Linked DNA regions of Mus musculus: region 1 is linked to region 2. Evidence: chromatin contacts called from public HiChIP or PLAC-seq data. All regions are on one chromosome and are shown on one strand. The core of a region is the stretch at or near the end of the contact, and the rest is flanking DNA. Distances in the headings are between cores, read along the strand shown.

Region 1 (3,252 bases), core at 521-3,020, 480 kb after region 2:
TGATCCAGGGTGGCATAAGTGCTTCATTAACCGCAGAAGAGAATCACACAGTATAAGAATGACTCATGAGCCGTTGCTAGCTTGAGAGCAGAAGAGCCATGAGCCATGGGCTGTGGATGACTTTCATACTCAGATCAAGGCAAGACAACGGACTTTGCTTCCTGAATCCCTAGAAAGAAGTGAGGCTCTGACAGTGGCTTTATTATAGCCCCATACCCACCTTTTGATCTCCAGAAGTATAAAATAACAAATCTGCATTGCCGTAAGGCACTGTATGGAAACTCACTAGAGCAGCAGTGGGAAACTATTTTATAATATCATAGATCTCTAGTCTAGGGCCCTGGGACAGCCTCTGGCAGGTCCCCTGACTTGGGGACTTGCAGCCATGATAATTACCACAGTGTTTTCCTGGAGGTCCTTGTGGCCTTTTTTTTTTTTTTTTTTTTTTTTTTTTTTTTTTTTTTTTTGCCTAGTCTCACCAGATTATGAGCAATCCAGCCACCCAGAGCTTCCCCACCTGGGGTCTCTTCTTGGTGAGTCATGTTCCCTGTCTGGACGGCATGTTGAGGCCTCTCTGCAGTGTAATCCCCACCCCCAATGGCATCATAACTAGCTGTTCATATTCATCCAAATACCAAACAGTGTTGGACACAGGAGCAGGGACAAATTTCTCCCCTTCCTGGAAGCCAGCCATGGTTTCTACGGAGTCAGCAAGGCTGAAGTGTGGCATGGCAGGCATTCGTCTCTAAGAGGAGCCTTCCTTGGGTCTGACAAGCCATCTGATGGAAAATACTTTGGATTTGTGATTTCTCTCAATCCCATCACTTCTGTCACTTTCAAGCTGTTAAGAAACTAGAACGTGGGGCTGGAGAGATGGCTCAGTGGATGAGAACACTTTATTGCTCTTGCAGAGGACTCCAGTTCAATTCCCAGCACCCACAGGGTGGATTACAACTATAACTCCAGGTCTAGGGGATCCAGCACCACCTTCTGACCTCCAAGGGCACCAGCCAGCACGTGGTACATATGCATAAATGCAGGCAAAACACTCATATACATAAAATAAAATATACATATACAATAAGGTACTCATATACATAAAATAAAAGAAAAAGGAAAAGAAAATAGAATTCCTGGAGCTTTGGCTCAGACTCTTACAAGCTCTGTAACATTGGGAACATCATTTAGGACTGGGGATATAGCTCAGTGCCTAGCAAGCATGAGGTCCAAGGTTCAGTTCTGAGTACTGAAAGAGAAAGAATATCATTTAACCTCAGGCCTCAGTTTTCTTACCTGTATAACGGGCAGAATATGAGGGTCATTATAGCTAGGTAGAGAGAAGGATGTACCACGTGTCTAGCACTTGATGCGTTTCCTCTTATTGCTCAAGTTCTTCATTCTTGATATTTGTCTGCTGGTTTATCAGTTTGTTTTGAGACAGGGTCCAGATATGTAGCCCTAGACTCAATGTCATGGGTCTCCCGCCTCATCCTCCGGAGTGCTGGGGACCACAAGCCTGAGTCGCTACAGCCAGCTGCCATTTGGTGCATCAGGAAAGTCATCTTCACGTTTTGCTGTGAGTCATATCACCAGCGCTGGAGAGGAAGGAAGTACTGTTCCTTACAGCATGGAAGCCTGAGTGTCTAAGTCTGCCTGGAAAACTTTTTTTTCCCACGCATGTCTTCAGGAAATAAGCCCTGCTGTGCCACCGCCAGGAGAGTGATTATCGGGAAGGCAAAGCCTGTGTTTAGAGTTATGCAATGAAGAGAGGGCATTTCGGTCGCTGACTCACCCACTGGCACACCAGCTTGACTTACCCCAACTGCGGCAGAGTGCCTGGCTCGCTCGGCAAACTTTCATCTTGGATCAATCTCTGCGGGGCCAACCAAGAGTCCGTGGCACTAAGACTATTGGACTCCTGCGGCTTAGCTCATAGGGTCCCCCAAGGGAATAAAGGACAGGGGAAAAAGACCCTCCTACTTTCATCCCAGGGTGGCCCTAACTCCTGGGTCATTTGCTGGTTTTGGACTGTTCACAAAAGGCTTGTCCGTTTAGAGGGTGGCAACCAATGTTCCCCAGCAACTTTGTGGCCTGGATCTGCCCAAGGAAGTGGCTCTTCTGAGAGCTGCTCAGGATACTCCAGTCATGACTTGTACACGAGAGATGTTTCAGTACGAATCAGAGTGCCCAGGAGAGAAGAAAGCCGTGACTGCACACAGTTCCAACTATAAACCACAGTATGAGCAACAACAACAAAATTTGACACCCTCTCTGGCACTGTCGGGACTGAGAACAACAGAACCGGGTTTTGTGACCTTCTCGTAATTTGATCCCCATGGAAAAGGAAGGTTTGGATTAAATTATTTCATCAACTCAAAAAACCCACTGGTATCTACAAGCTAACCTGCAGTCTAGGCAGTTTAGTTTCTTGGCCTCTTGCATGTGGAGAAGGGCGGAAGGAGAGAAGAGCCGGGGCATAGTGAGCTCCTTCCTTCTCTGTACTGGTTGGCTGGGGCCCGTGGCCAGGCTCAGCCACCATCGGACACTCCTGTTCCCAGGGGTCACAGGCGGCAGGAGGGAGCTGTCTGTGTCTCTGAGCAACTGAACATCTGCTGAAGTGAATGTGCTCCACAGACACACCCAAATTTGTGGGTTTGCTCTTCCTTTAGTGCTGTGTGATTTAGACAAATTACATAACTCTGCACCCAGGGAAGGCCTCCTTTCGCCTGTTGGAAAAGACACAGACTTTTTATGAAGCTAGGCAGTTACCTCACGGAGCCATCTATGGGCAGTGGCTGGCTGGTTTTACCGTAAAAACGACTCGAGTCAAAGAGCACAAGCTTATAGAATCATCTAGATAGAGAGAAAATAGCAAGAAACGAGCCAATATAAGTTTACGTTAAAAACGGAAGTTAACTTATTAATAATTCATCACAATTGTTTTCAAATGGGATTGTCAGATAACTTATCTTTTCTCCTTTATACTTTTCTATATTTTCCAAATCCTCAATAAGGAGGTGTTTCAAATGTACTAGTCTGTGTTTATGTGTGGTCATGTACATGTGTGTGTGCATGTAGGGATGAGTATGGATTTACATGCATGGAGGCAGAGGATGATGTCTTCCTCTCTTGATATCTTACTTTTTGAGACAGTTTCTTACTGAACCCAGCTTTCTATTTGGCTGGACTAGGTGGCCGAACAGCTCCAGGATCTGCCTGGCTCTGTTCCATCCATGCTGAGGTTACAGGTAG
Region 2 (2,838 bases), core at 174-2,673:
AGAATTCCAATTTTCCAAATGCAATATCCTTTACTTCCTGTGTGCCTTTTGCTGAATGCTCTGATTGAGCAGCTAGGAACCTTGACTTGACTGTAAAACCTTCTCCCCAGGATGCTGCTGAACGAAGGATAACTCCCAGAGCCATGCATGGGGATTAGCTGACTTTAGTATGGTATGCGGCTACATTTCATCAGTTTCCTGATGAATTGCTGCATGAAGAGATTAATTAAAGAAAACCCTTCCCCTTTGGCTAACCATCAGAATTGGCAGTTAGCCTTGAGATGTCAAAGCAAAAGTGTACAGGTTGCCTGGAGCAGGACAGATAGGAACACTGACCCCTATCCTACTTCATTATGGGCTGGCCAGGTTCTTTTACTGAGATAAGCAGAATTTATTAGATAAACAAGAAATTTACTTCTATTTTTTAAAGTTTCCATGAATTTGATACACATACACAAACACACACACACACACACACACACACACACACACACACGAGAGAGAGAGAGAGAGAGAGAGGGTGAGAGAGAGAGAGAGAGAAGACAAATAACTGAAATTTAGTTTCATCATCTTCTCATTCACTGAGAAAAGTTAAAATAATAATAATATAAGTTTACAACCTGAAATAGCCTGTAAATAATGTGGCTAATTGTGTTCCATAGCATTCTTAGTACTTTTAGTACATTCTGGAAGAATGAGTCCAGAGAGCATGCCAGTGGGAAAGACAGCTGGGCTCTTTTAGTGACGTTAAGTTCTGTGCTTAGCTAAGACACAGCTCTGTTTGCATTGTTAGTTTTAACCTTCTCTCAGTTTTCCTCCTCCTCCTCATTGTCTCCTTTGTACCCTAAAGACTCAGGGAGAATATTTGCTTAAAGTCAGAGGACAGAGGCACATTCATCTTCTTGTTCTAAAATGGAAAATAAGGTATTTTTTTCATCAGTATGTTCTGATCATGGTTTCTTTTTCTCCATCTTATCCCTGTCTCCATGGCTCCAATAATAAAGACTCTCTCAAAACCCCTAGAATTAAAGAAAAAAGAAGAAGAAGAAGCTCAAGAAAAACTCTCTCTCTCTTCCACACACACACACACACACACACCATAAAAACACAATCAGAAACCATAATATACCAACAAAAGACCAGATGATAAACAGTTGCCCAAACAAAGCAATATGAGACACAAAAGTGTACAAATATTCAGCTAAGTATGGTTTGAGTTGACCTACTGCTGAGCATGAAGCCTACCCTGAAGTGTGGTTTATATACATAGTGAGGCTCCACTGGAGAAAACCGATTTTTGAAAAATATTCTCTTTCTCAGGGCCAGGACCCATCTGACTAGAACCCATGCAAGCCCTGTGCATGCTGCCACAGTCTCTGGGAGCTCACTCGTGAGTCAGTCCCCTGGTATCTGGAAGTGTTTTCTTGATGTCAGTCATGCCCCACCCCTCTGGCTCTTTCAGTCTCTCTGCCTCCCCTTCTGCACAGTTCTCTGAGCCTTGAGAGGACGGCTTCCATGAAGACATCTTTTTAGGACCCAGTACTCCAAAGTCTCTCCCTCTGCCAATTCTTGTCAGGTTGTAGGTAGGTCTCTCTGCTTCATTCCCATCTGTTACAAGAGGGAGCTTCTCTGCTGATGCCTGAGACACTGATTCAACATTTGTCTTTTTCCATTAGAGCCATCGCATAGTCTGTTTAGGCTTGGTTTTAGGATTACTTATAATTTGAGTCTGTGATTCAGGTTATTATTTGAACATTTTTGGTTTCCTTGTGGCTAAATTACTGATGTTTATACAAAACTAAAACCCAACAAAACAAAACAAAAACCAGTCTCTCCCTGTTATTTGTGCATATGTGTGTTTAAGGAAAAAAAAAATCCTTACTCTATTGCAGAAATACTTGAATTAGAGAAATTCAAGGGCTAGAAAAGATTCCACCTTTTGACTATTGCCTTTGGTCCTTTGCTAGTGATTTTGGGGGAGTGGGGTGAGGGATCATGCCCTTGGGAAAGCAAGACATACAGGATATGTAAATACACATTTACTGTCTAGATCACCCCAGTACCTCCTGTCTGCAGCCCAGCCTTCCATAGAGCATCCTGGTGATAGCCACCCTATGATGGCTCTGGGTTGTCTTCTCGTGAGTCCTGTGTGCTCTGCACAGGCACCACTCCTGCTCTATAGAAAGGAGGTAAAGAAATGAGGGGGAGCAGCAGGCTTGGGGGGTGTCAGGAGGAGCCTGGTGCGGCTCTTTGAAGAGTCTGCTTAGCCTTCTCTAGCTGCCCCCCTCCCCAGCCCCATTCCTTTTCCCGACACTTCACTATTTGGATAAGGAATTTAAAATAAAAATTAGCTCATTTGCTTACATATTTCAGACCAGTTCTTTAATAATCTCCCATGTCCTGAAGAATCTTACAGTTTTTACTTGATTTCCATCTTTCTTGATCACTCTGCTGTATTTTATACAAAGTTAACATTCCGTTCTCCACGAAAGGGGAAGGATTTACTGAATGCGATGCTTGCCACACGAACCTTTCTCTAATCAGGCTTACTTGAAAGTGTGTATTTCACTGAGTGGCATTTGCAAATTGTTTTCCTCCCTACCCCACCAGAGCTGACAATATAAAAATGCTTCCATATGCCGAAAGCTGGCCGATTTATCTTGCTAGCAGGGTGTGTGTTCAGGGTGGGGTGCAGAGGGGGCAGTGTACTTTACTCCCTGGTTATGATATAAACATGAAACTGCGAAGTGCGGAGGTTTTGCAAGGAAAGCCCTGAGTTCACTGGGAACAGCTCTAGAGCCCCGAGGCTTCACTGCTGTTAGAGATAAGTGTTAAGAG

Evidence for each region. HiChIP or PLAC-seq counts read pairs in DNA pulled down with a chosen protein or histone mark.
Region 1: a contact with region 2 is called in a FOXA1 HiChIP or PLAC-seq map of pancreatic cancer cells. The contact joins two enhancer-like sites. A contact is called at or near these places in 4 of 115 datasets of contacts at active chromatin or transcription factors (embryonic stem cells, pancreatic cancer cells and vascular smooth muscle cells) and 1 of 9 other capture datasets (embryonic stem cells).

Annotation. Positions count from the first base shown.
Region 1 is chr12:79,862,786-79,866,037 of GRCm38.p6, forward strand. It overlaps Gm36132 (a long non-coding RNA gene), which reads right to left. Exons shown (of 4, transcript XR_381728.4): 3 at 2,770-2,853. Among named protein-coding and RNA genes, the nearest start is that of Gm36132, 3.2 kb to the right of the region's middle. Within about 2 kb of position 1,771, at least 94 of the 459 cell types and tissues checked have an H3K27ac peak or open chromatin away from gene starts, as enhancers often do. A contact at or near this core is called in pancreatic cancer cells, where this site is marked.
Region 2 is chr12:79,382,333-79,385,170 of GRCm38.p6, forward strand. All of the region lies in intron 7 of Rad51b (RAD51 paralog B), which reads left to right. Among named protein-coding and RNA genes, the nearest start is that of Rad51b, 86 kb to the left of the region's middle. Within about 2 kb of position 1,424, at least 74 of the 459 cell types and tissues checked have an H3K27ac peak or open chromatin away from gene starts, as enhancers often do. A contact at or near this core is called in pancreatic cancer cells, where this site is marked.